Linked DNA regions of Mus musculus: region 1 is linked to region 2. The links are chromatin contacts, called in public ChIA-PET maps. All regions are on one chromosome and are shown on one strand. Each heading gives the region's core, a stretch centred on a gene start, on an enhancer-like site or on the middle of the called end of the contact. The rest is flanking DNA. Distances are from core to core; before and after follow the strand shown.

Region 1 (3,488 bases), core at 19-2,518, 260 kb after region 2:
TCTCATCTTCTCCAAGATCGCTGGCTAGCTTAATCATGTTGCTCTTATTTAAACTATACATTATAATCTTGTGAAATTTGTTTCTTCTGGGATGTCTAATGATTTCAAACTAAACTCCCAATGACTCAGGAATTCCAGGCAACTCCTAGGCCTACAAAACCAAAACCTCCTCCCACAATAGGTAAGATAGGCAGAGTCTTGTGGTTCCTCATCTACATGGGCATAATTATAGAAGGTGATTGATTGTCACGTTTTTGTACCCAGGAAAGACTTTTGGGACTATAGTTCTCCAGGAAATTGTGGCAGGAGAGTCAGAAACTGGGGAGAACGTTCTAGAAATTACCACATAAAAGGTAACAGCAACAGAAAGAGCTGAATCCACCTCCAGTCTCTCCCTGTGCTTCATTGAGCCTGGAGATATTCTGAAAAGTACACACACAGTCTTGAGAGAGTCAGGTACTGTGTTGACTCATAAAAAAAGTTCCTTCCTCTTGGAGGCAGGCCACAGAGGAGATAGGGCACCTCCTAGTCCTTCTGGCTCTCCCTGTCCTGTAACTCCCATGGGTCTCTATACAGTTCATTGTGCATTGCACATGGGAACCATGCCTACTTCCAGACTTGATCCACACCTGTAGGAACTGAAGCCAGTAGTATTTGGCTACTACCAAAAGATTTCAATTTATTCATGTCATTTTGTTATTTTTTTCAGTGTTTATTATTACTAGACATTTATATTATAAGTGACATGAAGTTCACATATGATTATTAATGAATTATTCCTACTGTAAATAACACTGAAAACATGCACACATAACAAGCCAAGTGTAACATCAGATATCTGGTCAACATTTCTCTCAGTAGTGATTTGTTATTGATGTTTGTTGCTGTTCTTTGAGTGTGATTATTTACTCCCTGACAGTTTTACAGAATACTAGGAAATAGTTTGTAAAGGACTTTTTTTAAAGCATAGAAGTAGTACTATAACATTAACTTTTGTGCATTTGGTTACCTTTAATTTTTGTCTTAGAGACCTACAGTATAACTCTCTTTCCTAAGGAGACACTTGACCTCATGACCTTTGTTACTTACTTTTTGTTGTGTTTATCCACTTTGGGCTCAGATTCCTAGAAGGTACACATCAGGTCCCCCAGAAATGGTTACCATTGTGAGGGAGACCATTAAATACATTGTGAGTGAGCACATGAGAGAATGTAGTGGGACCTGCTTTTAGTCACCACTTCTTGTTATTCATACGGACTTCTTTGTAACAGGCTTTTGCGGCAACTTGTAGAAAGAAGTGAAACTGGTAATTCGTCATTTCTCTTTGGTTGAAGGTTTGATGAAAAAAAAAAAAAGAAAAACAAAACTACATAATGAGACCACTCAGGAAACATGACACGGAGATTCATAACCGAGAATCGGTAGTAGGAAAAAGAGAAAACAAGTTTTTCATTTAAAAAAAATGAACAGCGTGATTTTTTTCATTTTATTTTTTGTTTTGTGTACATTGGTGTTTTGCCTGCATGCGTATCTGTGTGAGGATATTGGATCCTCTGGAACTAGAGTTACATACAGTTGTAAGCAGCCATGTGGGTGTTGGGAATTGAACCCTGGTCCTCTTGAAGAGTACCCAGTGGTACTCTAAACAACTGAGCCATCTCTCCAGCCCCCATAATGTTTTTTTTTTCTAAAGGAGGGGGAGGGGAGAGACCAAAGCAAAGCAAAACCCACTGCCAGGCTCTGAAATACAGTTCACTCTCTTGTCACTCCCTTTACCACTCCCAGGCCAGCCTGGCATCTGTCCTGCCTGTCCTTGAAAGCATATTTCCAAAGATGTCTTGTAGAGTTTGGTTATGTCCAATTCCATGTGCTCATTTCCTCCTTTGATTTATAAACATTGCTTATGCTTCCTTGCTTGCTATACATCTGTAATGAACATTAGAAAATTTCTAAATTGACTCTGTGTGTAAATTTCTTGACCATAGAGGTGGAATGTCTCTGCTTTTATTCTGTTTCCCCTTCATATTTAGCCTAGAGCTGAATTTAGGGTGGAGAAGGACAGACACAAGGATGGTGTGCTTCAGTCCAGTTCTTGGTTTCTCTGTCACCAAAGAGAACAGAAGGTCATCCTAAGACATATAGAGGAAGGTTTGCAAAGAGCTTTGAGCAGTGGCATTCATATATGGCTCTTAAGGGATAGGTCGTAAGTCTCGTAAGATGCCTTTTGGTTGATCATATGATGTGATGCCTGAAGATCAACTTTAGTGAACCTTAGGTGTGTATGTTAGAGTGGGTGGGGTATAAATAAGCTTGGTATCACCTAAAACAAGGTGAATGTTTCTTTTGGGTGGAAGGATGAATTTAAGACTTGGAAGACTTAGAGGGAAGCAGTGAACTGAGTTACCAGTAGATGTGAAATTGGCATTCACTGACAAGGAGAGAGTGAGGAATGTGCTGGGAGAGCCCGTAAAGCTTCGTGTACAATCACGGTGCGCTATGACAGTAAACGTGGAGAGATGAGAACAAACTCCCATTTCTGTCTGCAGTAAAGATCCCTTTCTTTAAAAGTCTTCAATCTGTATTTTGGTCCACATGGAATGGGAAACACATGACCCTATTTCCTGCCTTGTCTTTCGGGCACTTTTCACATTCCAGTAATAGGAAGTTATCAAATTATTTATGCTTGCCACACTTTAACATTCTTATGCTTTGTTTAAGAAGCAATACAATTTTTATTTTATGAGTAATTTCTGGAAACTCATTTTAGTGGTGAGAGTGCTCTTAGTAAACTGGAACAAGAAGTGGCCTGGTGATGTTTTTGCAGCTCATCTGCCAGACAACCTATGCAGTACTTAGGACACTCCAGCCTTGTGGGATGCACTCTTATATGTGAAGATAGGTGATAAAGATTGGAGATAATCACGGAAGACAGGGGTTGTCCATGTAAAGGATAAAGGTAGCCGGTGCAAAGTGCTGTGGGTGAAACTGAGATTTCTAGCACTGGGTTTGAGGTTTGCCAGATGATTCAGGAATTTCACAGAATGTATGGACTCCCTCTCCAGTTAGCTGTTAGCAGACTGCAGGTTTTTGTATACCTGAGCTTTGCAGTGCAGTGGGAATCCTCTTGGGGCACTTTCTATTTCAGTGGCTTCCCATTTTCCCCCTGAGCTCTGGATCAAAGGAAAACCTTGAGATGGCTTAGGGCTTAGACTCCCTTTCAGCTTTCTCTACTTCCTGAGCTCTGACAATCATGGCCTGTTTGGGTTTTTCTCAGACAGCACTTTCTAAAAAGGAACTCAAAGGCAAACCAAAGATTTTTTTTTAAGTAATTTTTTTAAATTAGGTATTTTCCTCGTTTACATTTTCAATGCTATCCCAAAGGTCCCCCATACCCACTCCCCCCTTTTTGGCGTTCCCCTGTACTGGGGCATATAAAGTTTGCAAGTCCAATGGGCCTCTCTTTGCAGTGATGGCCGACTAGGCCATCT
Region 2 (3,382 bases), core at 243-2,742:
AGTTCTAAACCCCACCCTAGACTCCCATATGCACCGCCACCATTATTACACTTCCTGCCTGTAGGCAACGGTAGAATTTGAAAGTCCTCGTGTGACCTCAGTGTGATTTCTGGAGCTTCCACTGTCTGTCAAGTTGTGGCACATGTCAGCTCACAAGGAGAACAAACTGGCTTTCCAGACCTGTTCAGGTTCATCATTAATTGAAGGATCAATTGTCCCTGCAACCTCTGATTATTGTGACAGAGCCTTTTTGTTAGGCTGTCAACTTTAATGATGATATAGCCTGGACAGTATCTCTGCGGACCGCCCATCACTTCCCACCTCCCTGTATGCTGGCTGAATGCTTTGGCTTCCCTGTGCATCTAGGTTGACACACTCTTTCAAAATATCAGCTCTTATGATTAACAACTGGGCTCCAAAGATCCAAGTCCCAGGTCTTAACTGCCAGCAATACAGGCTGGCCTTCCTGTTGGTAGGGCAGCCTTGAGAGCCTGCCAGCTGTGGGCTTTTCCTCCTTTGATCTGATATTGCTACTGATGCTTGACTGTGGGCTAGCAGGTTTAAGCACAGCCATTTGAGTGGGACAGAATCTTCACACACTATAGACTGTCTTTGTGTTATAGGAAATTTGATGACATTTAAAAATAAATCCGAGCACTTCAGCAATTTGGAAAGGACCGACTCTTACACTTGATAACACACCTTCAACTGAGGGCTCTCTCAGGCTTCACCCTGCTTCCTAACCATGATCCTCAAAACAAACTTCCAGTCAATTTTAGGATCCTCACCTAATAACTAGGCATACAAAGGCAGAACAAATTTAACTGGTTTATTTAGGATGATTAACAGAAACTCTAGTTTGAGGTCCAGCTCAAGTCTAATGTGCATGTGCGTGTGTGTGTGTGTGTGTGTGTGTGTGTGTGTGTGAGTAGGACTCTTGTAAATGCCCAAGAAGGTCACCGTACTTAATCTTCCTGGGGCCCCTGGCTGTTTCATCCTGATCTTGTTAGAAATTCACTTTGCTTTTTTTTTTCTATGCTTATTATGTATTGTTATGATGGAGAGAAGGAGGGAGGGAGGAGGGGGAGGGAGGAAGGGGAGGAGGAAGGAGGAAGAGAGAAGAATAATTTTTAGGTCCTGTCAATCTTTTGTCTTAAACACTTTGCCCAGAGATCAAACTCCTTTATCCCCTTTTCTGTTTTCCTTTGCTGGGAGTTTGTCTAGAAGGGTGTGCTTCCCAGTTGCTGCTCTAAAGACTCTAAAGAGGTCATTTTAGTCCTGGCTTCAGTAGAGAGGATGGACTGGGAGGGGTGGGCAGCCCAGCAATCTCCCTTCCTTCCCTTGGCTTGTTTATGTTTGCATAATCGGTTTTCAGCAGTAATTGTCTCATATATGAAAAGATGAGAGCTTATTTTGACAGCTGGCAGTGTCTTTGATATTAGGAGATGTCGTCTGGAGAAGTGTGAACCGAGAGAGATCGGAAGCAGCTGTTGGGCGGCAGCAGCCTGAGAGTGCAGCTGTGGGGTCTGAGAGCCAGGGTGGGGTTTGGGCTGTGGTCGGTTTCTCTGTTTCTGGTTTGTGTTTTTGCCGGAACATCATTAGGCTCCAAGAACCATAACTGTATATTTATAACCAGGAAAAACTGCACTGAAAAACAGGAAGGAGACAGAACAGAGATGTGAGGAGGAAAAAGAAAGACAGGAGAGGTGCTCAAACATGAGGTAACAGAGAAGTGGAAGCCACGAACATGGGAAAGAAAACCAGAAAGAGAAAGACAGATGGGCTAGGAGATGGCTCAGTGGGAGAAGTGCTTGAGTTTGGATCCCTAGCCACATAAAAAGCAACACACATGTGTTTGTAACCCAGGGCTGGGAAGACAGGGACAGGCATGTACTGCCAGTCCAGCTGAGCCACTGAGCTCCAGATTCAATGAGAGACTTTGCCTCAAAAGATCCAGCGGAGAGTGATAGAAGACACCCTATACTAACCTCTGTCCCCCACATGTATAAAATACAAACAAGTACACACACACACAGGCACACACATGAGCACATACACCTATGAACACTACACACATACACATGAACAACAACATACAAACACACAAACACATTCATGGGCATGCACATGCACACACATGCACACACATGAGCAGATACACACATACACATGCACACACGAACACACATAAACATACATGCATACACATGTACACACACACACACACACACACATATGCACACACACGCACACGCACATGCACATGTACACATGAGCACACAAAAAAGAGAAAAATAGAGTGTTTGCCAGAAAGCCCAATTGCCCAAGTCAGACCCTTTCTGAGATTTTGAAATTTTCCTGCTGTCTTTGCCATTCTGAATTGCATAGGCAACCACTGCCGTAAGCACGTGATCTGTGTGACTCCTGTCCTAGCATGCTGCAGACAACAACCCCTATGGTCCCTTTATTCCCGAGGCTAGGCTTTCATTTCATCACCAAAGTGAGAAATGACTGCCTGCTTTGTCATGGCTATTCATGTTTATACTCATAGGAAACGTGACTCTCTGCCAGCTGACCGGAGCTATAGCTGCCCTGGTTCCATGTTCCTACCCTAGCTATAGGCTGTAACTCTGGTTCTCCTCCCCTGTCCTCCACCTTCTTTCCTGTTCAGAGTGTTTCTTGTCAACAGCATCAGCAGCACATCCTAAGCTAAATTGTTTGTTTGTTTGTTTGCTTGCTTGCTTGCTTGTTTGGTTTTTGAGACAAGGCATAGCTATACAGGCCAGAAGAGCCTCACTATGCAGCATAAACTGGTGTGGATTTGAATCAGTATTCTTCCCTTAGCTTCCTAAAGGCTCACAAGCATGTACCACCATGACTGTAGGATTGTGGGTCCTGCATCCACTCTGCCACAGGGCATGACTGGGCCATAGGGAAGCCCCAGGACACCACTCGGAGGTGGTGAAGCACAATCTGAGGTGCAGGACACCCGGAGCTGGTTCCAGGGTCCAGCAGCCTGTGACGAGGCAGGGGCCATCTGGTTCTCAGGCTCTTGGACATCCAGGCCCCCCTGGGAGCTGCAAAAGAGCTGAGAATGGAGTGGGAGCCTGTGGGGTGGATCTAGCCTGGGGCCGGGGAGGAAAAAGGGAGAGCTCTGGCTAGTTTCATGGGGAGCATCCTTGGCTTGACAGACAGCGGCAGGCTTGGTGGCGATCATGGCTGGGAGCACAGAGAGGCCTTCTGCAGGAGTCTAGATGGCAGCTCTATAGGTGCAGGCCTTCTCTATGGCTCCCCACAGCTGATCTCAATGAAAAGAGACAGTCTGTGGTTCCAAACCATTTATTGCCATGGTGGAAAGCATATGTGTAAAACCTTACCCCCA

Evidence for each region. ChIA-PET counts read pairs in DNA pulled down with a chosen protein or histone mark.
Region 1: an RNA polymerase II ChIA-PET map of memory CD8 T cells shows a contact between it and region 2, with 5 read pairs. The contact joins two enhancer-like sites. A contact is called at or near these places in 3 of 15 datasets of contacts at CTCF or cohesin (the NIH/3T3 cell line, large pre-B cells and pro-B cells), 2 of 484 Hi-C or Micro-C datasets (embryonic stem cells and nephron progenitors) and 3 of 115 datasets of contacts at active chromatin or transcription factors (cardiomyocytes, embryonic basal ganglia and memory CD8 T cells).

Annotation. Positions count from the first base shown.
Region 1 is chr1:106,320,318-106,323,805 of GRCm38.p6, forward strand. The region is part of intron 4 of Phlpp1 (PH domain and leucine rich repeat protein phosphatase 1); the gene reads left to right. Among named protein-coding and RNA genes, the nearest start is that of Phlpp1, 150 kb to the left of the region's middle. Within about 2 kb of position 1,269, at least 61 of the 459 cell types and tissues checked have an H3K27ac peak or open chromatin away from gene starts, as enhancers often do. A contact at or near this core is called in memory CD8 T cells and pro-B cells, where this site is marked.
Region 2 is chr1:106,064,474-106,067,855 of GRCm38.p6, forward strand. No RefSeq gene overlaps it. Among named protein-coding and RNA genes, the nearest start is that of Zcchc2, 76 kb to the left of the region's middle. Within about 2 kb of position 1,493, at least 57 of the 459 cell types and tissues checked have an H3K27ac peak or open chromatin away from gene starts, as enhancers often do. A contact at or near this core is called in memory CD8 T cells and pro-B cells, where this site is marked.